Regions from separate parts of the Macaca mulatta genome. Here region 2 is linked to region 1. Evidence: chromatin contacts called from public Hi-C data. All regions are on one chromosome and are shown on one strand. Each heading gives the region's core, a stretch centred on a gene start, on an enhancer-like site or on the middle of the called end of the contact. The rest is flanking DNA. Distances are from core to core; before and after follow the strand shown. Region 1 holds the start of RABL3 (RAB, member of RAS oncogene family like 3). Region 2 holds the start of NDUFB4 (NADH:ubiquinone oxidoreductase subunit B4).

Evidence for each region. A called contact is a pair of places that touch in the nucleus more often than the background predicts.
Region 2: a contact with region 1 is called in a Hi-C map of fetal cortical plate, with 2.9 times the contacts expected there. The contact joins the promoter of NDUFB4 here to the promoter of RABL3 in region 1. A contact is called at or near these places in 6 of 14 Hi-C or Micro-C datasets (CD4 T cells, blood, cortical neurons and 3 more).

The regions. Positions count from the first base shown.
Region 1 is chr2:162,994,867-162,999,685 of T2T-MMU8v2.0, forward strand. RABL3 (RAB, member of RAS oncogene family like 3) reads left to right here and starts at 2,145. Exons shown (of 8, transcript NM_001194507.2): 1 at 2,145-2,220. The coding sequence starts at 2,175. It overlaps GTF2E1 (general transcription factor IIE subunit 1), which reads right to left and starts at 1,941. Exons shown (of 5, transcript NM_001260889.1): 1 at 1,895-1,941.
Region 2 is chr2:163,121,192-163,125,593 of T2T-MMU8v2.0, forward strand. NDUFB4 (NADH:ubiquinone oxidoreductase subunit B4) reads right to left here and starts at 2,709. Exons shown (of 2, transcript NM_001266522.1): 1 at 2,461-2,709. The coding sequence starts at 2,640.

The DNA.
Region 1 (4,819 bases), core at 895-3,394:
TTGCAAGAAGAGAACAGAATGAATGAAAGTTATTACAGAAAAAAAAATAACAAGGACCCAACAAAATATATTGGATACAGAATATGAGAGTAGGAAAAATCTTAAATAGCTCTGTTTTGAGCCAGTGTAGCTAGGAAAAGTACTGCCATGAGAAATAGGTGACACTTGAAGAGGAGCAGATATGGAAGAAATGAGGAAATCATTTTTAGAAGTGTCTCTGAGGAAATACCATAGGATATTCCTCTGAATATGCCCAGCAGGTAGCTGAACAAATGAAACTAGAGCTTAGGAATGAAATGAAGCTGTGCCACCTTGTTCAAAATCTGTGCATTCTAAAATCCTCCTTCCTGACCACTAACTTCTCTCCTCCACCACTTCCCACTCACACTGAATCTCCTTACTCAATCTCTAGAGGTCTTAGGTAAGAATTCTCAAACTGGCAGCCCCCCAACGCATTGTTTCACCCAAAGAAATGTTTCAAAAATTTTCTGAATTAGTTGTCAACATTTAAAAATTGTAAGAGTTCACATAAATTTCAACTTCCAGCTCCTCCTGAAAAATTGGAAATATCTGAGGAAAAAGTGAGCCCATGGTCCCACATGGAAACAATAAGCTGAAGACGAATAGCAGCTGGCATTATTAGGGAAGGAGTATGGCTGGTCTCTGGAGACTTCTGAGTGTGGTACCTCCTAGGACCTTTTGTTTCTTCCTTTGATCTTCATAGTCCATGAGTCATATCCCAGCCTCACCTCCCTACCCCAGTCCAGACACGTGTATTTTAATCATATAAACATTTAAGGACTATTGTGCACCAGACACGGAGCTAGAGAAACAAAGTTGAAAAGAATGCACCCTCTGCCCTCTGTCTACTCTGTCAGCCTCATATCCAGCCACACTAGCATATTCTCAATTCCATAAGCCACATGTGCTTTCCGTGCTTACCACAGCTTTGCACAAGCTGTTCCTTCTGCCCCTACAACTAAGCCAACCCCCTTCTCCTAATCATCCTTCAAGTCTCAAATGACGTTTCCTCATAGAGGCCTTCCCAGACTCCCCATTAGGTAGCGTACAATCATCCCCTCTCACATGTTCCATGGCTCTTTCTCCCTTCTTGTACTTTCTCCATGTCTATCTCTAAGACCAGACTTCATTTTGTTCACCAATTAATTTCCAGTATCTAGCACAGCCAGACAAGTACTTCCATAAAACTTTCCTTATGTGTCCTAGACACGTGTTGTTCCAACATGGCTCATTTTGCCAGCTTCCCCCCGCTTCACTTCCTCCACTCTTGCTTCCACGGTAGAATTGGACAGGCTATTGGGCACTCTCTTCTTAAATTTAAAACAGTTTTAAGCTGGAGGTGAGTGGATCAAATTCACGATGTTAAAAGTGTGCGCTGACTGCAGAATGGAGAAAAAAGCTGGATGCGAAGAGTCCAGTTAGATTACTTCAGTACACCACTACGCCAGTTCTAGAACAACCTGGGATTCTACACATCTAACTGCGGTGTTCTGGTACCACATTTCATGGCACTTTCCACGCCTTCACTGAACACATAGCGGCAAACTACCGCGAAACCTCCGGACCCAGCTGCCCTTCACGAGACGCGTTCGGTGATATGCACTCCTCCCCACTGCGAGACCCCGAGACCCCAAACTCCCTCGGACTCTCCCAGTTGGGTCTAGGGCCACACTCGGCGCACCCAAGCCCGCCCTACCCGAGGTCCCACACGGGCCGTTCCGGGGTCAATGGTTCTTTGGAGAACCAAGAGGACCAAGGCAAGAGGGTAATTCAATAGGGGAGGACAGTTAAGAGGGAGCGAAAGGAAGAAGAAATCATGAAATGCAATGCCCGGCCAGGGAACTCCGAACAAGGAACAGGGAACAAGGTTTACCAAAGCGAATCCTGGAACACTCCCACTACAGCTGCCCTCAGCTCTTCAACTACCGGCTTAAATGAGCCACGCCTCTTACGCGACAAAGAAAACGCACTATTCCTGCGACCATCTGGGGAAACACCCCGCTACCAGACCAGCCAATCAGCTCAGTGAAGCCTTCGATTCAGACAGTCACGCTCCGAGCGGCCAATGAAATTGAAAGCTCTGCCCTCCATGCCCAACTCTGATTGGCTTACAATCCCGGAACAGGCGTTAACCCAAGGAAGGCAGTGGCAAGATGGCGTCCCTGGATCGGGTGAAGGTACTGGTGTTGGGAGACTCAGGTGAGCGTCTTACCCCACCTCTGGGGCTACAGACACTTTTGAGTTACCCAGTAACCCTCCCCTTACCTTCCTTCCCTCAACTCCCTGGCTCTTCGGCCCGTGGCTGAAGTCCCTCCGAAGTCCTGAAGACTACACTTCCCAGGGGACTTTGCTCCGTGTGACGACGCGGCGGCGGCGGCGGCGTCGCGCGGGTGGGGGTCGCGGAGCCCGGGTCTTTTTCCTTCGCGGCTTTCCACATCAGTCTCCCAGAAGACTGCAGCCTGGAGTGTATTGTCAGTTATTTTATTTGGAAAAAAAAAAAAAAAAAAAGGCAGGCATTGAGTATTGTATGGAGTTCTGTGTTAAGGGTACAGAAGTTAGTAGGACCGTGCCTTCAAGAGATTTTGTTCATTAAGGAAGTCAAACGTGCACTGACAAACGTGAACTGGCAAGCGCTTCTCATACATTAACTCATTTAATTCTGAGATTAGTCCTATGATCACATTTTACGGATGAGAGTAGTGAGGCAGAGAGATGTGAGTGGCAGAATCCTTTTGAACGCAGAGTCCACAAACTTAAACGCTAAGTTATAAATACGCAGTGACGTATTGGGTGGTGGTCCTGTTTTATTCTTAACTGAGCTTCTTGACTTCCTGGTTCTCGTTTGATCTTCATTGAAAACCTATTATGTCCTAGACTGTACGATAGAGAAATTAAAGTAAGAGTTTTATTCTGAAGCAGCTAGGATTTAACGCTGAGCCGAATTTAATCCTAGTGTTAAAATTATTATTTTTTTTTATCTCAATGGATGCAAAGAAAAATTATTTTGACCCCTGGGACATTTGAGAACTACAGCTGACTTCTGGATTTCCAGCTCCCACCTCACTGCCCTTATCTTTTCTTCCATAATCCCCAGTTCATCTCTCCTTAGTAACTTCAATAAATGCTGAACTTGCATTTTATAGATGTGCTCTTCTGGAGTTGGCCTAAGAGCGTGTGTTGTGAGCAGAGACATTGTGCTAGATGCTTGGAGGTGGAGAGGCTTGAAAACTAGCTTAACAGAAACTAAATAAAATTGTGGCCGGCAAAGATAGGTTAAGACTGTTTTCACATTGCCCTGAGTATTATTTGCATTACGAAATATTTTACAGAGAGCATTATTTAATATTCCCCTAAGAAAGTTGCCTTTTGAAACTCAATGGACATAATCACAATTTATGTCGACTTCATTTCTATCAGGTAGCTTGAAGTGGTGCCAAAGTTAATTTAATAAAATCACTCAGTTTTACAGATAAAGAAAGTAATGGTGGCCTAAAGGGACTTAGCAAGAGTATCACTGAGTAGAATTTAGAATCCAGAACTAACAGACTTCTTCACGATATGTTAAGTGAGTGTTTTCTGTCCTCTATAATTCCATTTTCTGTTGTATGTAACAATCCCTTCATATTGCAAACTGCTGCAACTAGTCAATTTATTTTCTTTCCAGCAGGCACTGTATTAGGTTCTGGGGTTATAACTGTGGAATTAATGCATCATATAACAGGGGTAGAATTAGCTGCTACATTAAATGTGGAAAAGTAATCAGGCAATTGATAAGCTTCCCTACCCCCACCCCCCCACCCTTATGGTTTAGTTGTGAAGCAGAAGACACAGCTGTGATGGCCAGGAAAGTGATTGATATTGTCACACATTCACTAATGTTAACCTTTATGTGCAGATGTTGTCACACATTCACTAATGTTAACCTTTATGTGCAAAGTTAGTTATTGTCTTTTTATCTTTTTAAAAGGCAATTTTGTCAGTCTCCTTTTAACTGTCATTTAATAGTACACAGTCTGACAGGTTAGAATACACTTTTTACACTTCCTCTGCCTTTGTTGAAAGTTTATTTTTAAATAAAGACCATTTCCCTCATAAAATTTTGAGGGTTTCACAAATATATAAAGAAATGACTTAGCCAGACAAGGTGGCCCTTGCCTATAATCCCAGCACTTGGGGAGTTTGAGTCGAGTGGATTGCTTGAGCTTAGTTCAAGACCAGCCTGGGCAACATGGCAAGACCCTCTCTAAACCAAAAACAATACAGAAAGTTAGCCAGGCGTGGTGGTGCACGCCTGTAGTCCCAGCTACTCAGGAGGCTGAGGTGAGAAAATCAGTTGAGCCCGGAAATTTGAGGCTGCAGTGAGCTAGGATCGTGCCACTACGCTCTAGTCTGGATAATAGAGTGAGACCCTATCTCAAAGATAAAAATAAAAAGAAGAAAGAAATGAGTTGATATTTGGAGATTTGTTTTCTATCCTATTGAGATATTTGGTAATTTGGTGAAGAACCATGAAAGTCTCACTACCATCTGGTTTTCTCTTTCTTTCAGAGATTAGGGACTAGTTTAACATGTTACCAAATAGCTGTATTTGGAGCTGACATTTATTTATATTGGGACTTTTTTCCCCCCAAGTACGTCAAGTGCATTCTTTTGATCCAATTTAGTTCTAAAGGTGAACACATAGAGTCAGAAGCTCCCAAAATTCTTAAAGAAATGAAATTAGCCATTATTCCCTAGCACTTCAACTGTTCTTACTGTTTAGGGTTTCATCCCGTGTTAGCTAATACTTAATCACCCA
Region 2 (4,402 bases), core at 1,459-3,958, 130 kb after region 1:
TCATCCTTGACTCCTCTTTCATACACCACATCCAGTCTATCAGCAAACTTGGTTGGCTCTACTTTTAAAATACACCCAGAATCTACCATTTCTCATCGCCTTCTGCCACCACCCTGGTAGCCACTATCAACAGATTGGATTACTACAAAAGCCTCCTAGTCTTCCTGATCCTGTCCTTTTCCCCATAGTCAATTCTCAACTAAGCAGCCAGAGAACTTGTTAAGTCCAGATCACGAAATTCCCTATTCAGTAAAAGTCCTTACAATGACCTATGAGGTCTGGTGTGATCTTGTCCCACTCTGCCCTCACCTTTCTCCACTTTAATCACAATGGTCTCTCCAGTGTTTTTCAATTAACCTGACACTCTCCTGCCTAAGGGCCCTTGCACTTGCTATTCCCTGATGCTACTTTCCTAGAGAGCGAGGTCCCTCACCCCACTTCTTTCAGATCTTTATTCAGATATCACCTTCAAACAGAGGCCTTCCCTGAGCCTAAGATTGTAGCTACCTCCCTCCCCTACTACTCACTCACACTCCAAATCTCCCCTGCTTTATTTTTTTTTTAAATCATTTACCACTACCTAATATGTTAAATGATTTTAATTGTTTAACTTGTTTCTTGTCTCCCCTACTAGAAAGTTCGTTCTACAAGGACAGGAATTTTTGCCTGTTTTGATCTCCATTGTTATCTTGGCATGTAAAATAGGGCCATAATAGACCCTGAGCAATTATTTACTGATTCAATCAATCATTCTTAAAGAGTAGGCAAGATGGCCGGGCGCAGTGGCTCAAGTCTGTAATCCCAGCACTCTGAGAGGCAGAGGCAGGAGGATCGCTTGAGTTCAGGAGTTCAAGACCAGCCTGGGCAACATGATGAAACTCCATCTCTATAAAAAATACAAAAAATTAACCGGACGTGGTGGCGCATATCTGTGGTCCCAGATACTTGGAAAGCTGAGGTGGGAGGACAGCTTGAGCCCAGGAGGCAGAAGTTGCAGTTGAGCCGAGATCGCACCACTGCACTCCAGCCTGGGTAACAGAGCAAGATCCTCTCTCAAGAAAAAAAAAAAAAATTAGGCAAGACAATTTACATGTATTGATTAATGAATGATAGTGTCACACACTCATTTAATCAACAAAACCAAAGAGACTGGTAGTATTACCTCTATTTACACATGAGAAAATTGAAACTACCCTGAGGCATATTAGCTAGAAGATAGAAGATCTTGGTTTCAGTTTCAGGTCTGACTGAGGCCTTATTCTCTTTTAATGCATCACACTAACACATCAAACCCAATCATGTGAGTTTGTAATAAATGTGTCTTTCTGCACCCTCTTCCCAAGTTAACAAGGTTCTGGCTGGAGACAGTACAGCCTACTAGTTAAAAGCAGACGCTGTGGGTTACACAAACCAGGGTTAGAATTTTGCTCTATCACCTGCTAAAGGGGCACCTCTATATGACCTACTTGTCCTTCCCACGTTGTCTTCTCATCTGTAAAATGGGGACAGTAGTAGAGCTTAATTATCCAAATAGTTGTGATATGTAAAGTTTACCACAGTGCCTGGCACATTGTAACTTTCATTCAATCCTCATAACTTCCCAAAATTCCAAAACACCAACGCAACGTGTGGGAAATGTCCTGTTCTGTTAACATCGTATTTGACCTATTTAGCTCCTGTATAGAAAACTATCTGATAGAAGCATACCTGTTAATTACCAGTTTACTGGGCATATACTATGTGCTGGGAATGTTACACAGACTATCTTATTTAACCTCATAATTCTATAAAGAATGCACATCATTTATATATGAAATCAGGAAACTATAATTCAGAGGAGTTAAAGTTGCCCAAAGTAATAGAGTTAGCCAATGAGTAGTGCTTTGGGTTCTGACTCCAAAGCCTAGAACTTCAACAAGCTGCAGGGTCTTTAAAAGATGCAGGCTGAAGGAATCACTGTATTCTCATCAGGAGAGAGCAGTACCCCTATGAGGTGTGAACTGAAAAGTAAACACCAGCTCTTTAAAATTATATATATATATATATATGCATATATAGAGAGGGAAACATTTTCTGAACACGCCTTACGAACTAGGCACTGTGTTAGGCCAGTCACACGCTCTATCTCATTTAATCCTAACAGCCTGATAAAAGAGTAAGCACTATATTACGCCCATTTTGCAGACAGAAAATCGAGGGAGGATAAGCAGAGTGAGTAACTTTCTTAAGGTCACGCAGGCAGGAAGTGATCAAGGATTCAAACCGAGCCAGGTCTGACTCCAGAGCCGGTCCTCTCGAGGGCCAAGCTCTGGCAAAGGTGAAAGGGTAGTGAGTTGGCTAGGCCTTGAAGAAGACCTGCGTCTGCGATACTGATCGGGAACGGTGGCCGACACACTGCGTGGTCTCTCGGTCTCTCCCAGGACTCGGACCCTATTCCCGCCCGGCAGGCCCCGCACTCACGATGAGCTCTCGGCGGTTGGGATCGTTGTACTGAAGCAAGTACTCTTGTTTCAGCCGGGCTCTTATAGCCAACCGCTCGGCTTGCGCCCGCCGGGTTTCCGGAGATGTGTTGTATTCAGCTGGGTCGAGGCTCTCGGGCAGAGTGGCCAGGTGCGACGGCTTGTACTTTGAGGTCGACATCTTGGCGACCCAGGGCACAACTGCGCCTGCGCGATTCTGAGGCCCTTTGTCTTTATGCGGACCTTCAGCTTCAGGAAGCGCGCCTGCGCGTTAGCAGAGGTTGGCGATGGCGTTAACAAGGAGCTCCGCCTCTTTCTCCTACCTTCCTGAACACGGCCGTGTTCGCTCAGTGATATGCGCATGCGCGAAGTGCTCTTCTCGCGTTTCGACCTGCCCCACCGCCGCTCCCTACCTACTCATCTGTCACTCGGCTGCTTCTTCCTAGCAGCCTTGTCTCTACTGACACAACCAGGGCCTATTATGTAAAGCTGAGCTGTGTGGGACTAGCTGTGGAGTCAGAAGTCCGGGTTTTCAGTGTGGGTCTAACAGTGCTGTGTCACTTGGATAAGTCACTTAACGTCTCTGAGTTTCCTTTTCCTTATCCTGGAGATAATGACTCCTGTCCACCTAGCAAAGTTGTTGTGAGGATTAAATAAGCTAACAAATAGATTAAGCAGAACAGAATTCCCTACCCAAGAAGAAGAGAATAAGCTTTTCTGTACGTTACCATGCTAGATTCATACAACATTAAGTGTAAGCTTATTTTTCACAGGTAAGAAATAATGATTAATAGGACAAATGATGTTATAAGAGAAATGTTGCCTGACTGACTATAGAAGGTCAAGAAGAAAATGAGGTATTGAATAAAGCTCATGAGGAAATCATCTTAGTTAAAATACTAAAACCTCTTGCCTAAAATCCTTAGCACTCTTCAGATGCAAAGAATTAAAAACATAAAGATGTGAAAATACTCATAGGGGCATTGTATCTTATTGTTAAAGACGATCTGGGGCGAAAACTGAAGTAATTGGAAATAAAACCTTCTCTATCCTTGCTGTCCTTTCCTCTCCCCCAATTACCAAGGTGAAAAAGCAACTTCAAGTTTCACAGCAGGGTCTTTGGGTTTCCCTCCTCAGGGGAAAAAATGTAAACAATATTTCCATAACTCGGGCAAAGAAAGATGGATCAAAAGAGAGCCCAGCTTGGCTGAAATGTCTGGAGGCATGTAGGTATGTTGGAAAATGGTTGCTAGAAAAGGGACCTAGAAAGTGTTGGCGTTTGAAATGATGAGAAGCAGCACTGCTGTCAAATTTATTCAACATTTTAATACTGTTTTAAAATGTTTATTAAGCACCCACCGCGTGAAGCACACAGCACACTAGTCAGTGTTAAGTCAGTCTTCTAGGCTCAGTGGGGGAAATCCAGACAAAATGGAAGATGAGGTGTTTGTCTTCCAGGTGCTGACAATCAAGCAGTACAGAAAGAACGGGCAGAAATGGTAATATTTGCAAAGTAGTCTAATGTCCAGATGAATATAGAGCAAAATGGACTCATGAGAATGCAGGCTGAGGGAATGTAGAATAAATGAACACAAGACGAGTTACTCAGACTCAATTTTAAAGGAGAAAAAAAAAAAAAAAAGGAAATTCTGACTTGTTCAAAGGTGTTTTGAAATATTAAGAAAATAATACAATAGGCCGGGCGCGGTGGCTCAAGCCTGTAATCCCAGCACTTTGGGAGGCCGAGACGGGCGGATCACGAGGTCAGGAGATCGAGACCATCCTGGCTAACACGGTGAAACCCCGTCTCTACTAAAAAAATACAAAAAACTAGCCGGGTGAGGTGGCGGGCGCCTGTAGTCCCAGCTACTCGGGAGGCTGAGGCAGGAGAATGGCGGGAATCCGGGAGGCGGAGCTTGCAGTGAGCTGAGATCCGGCCACTG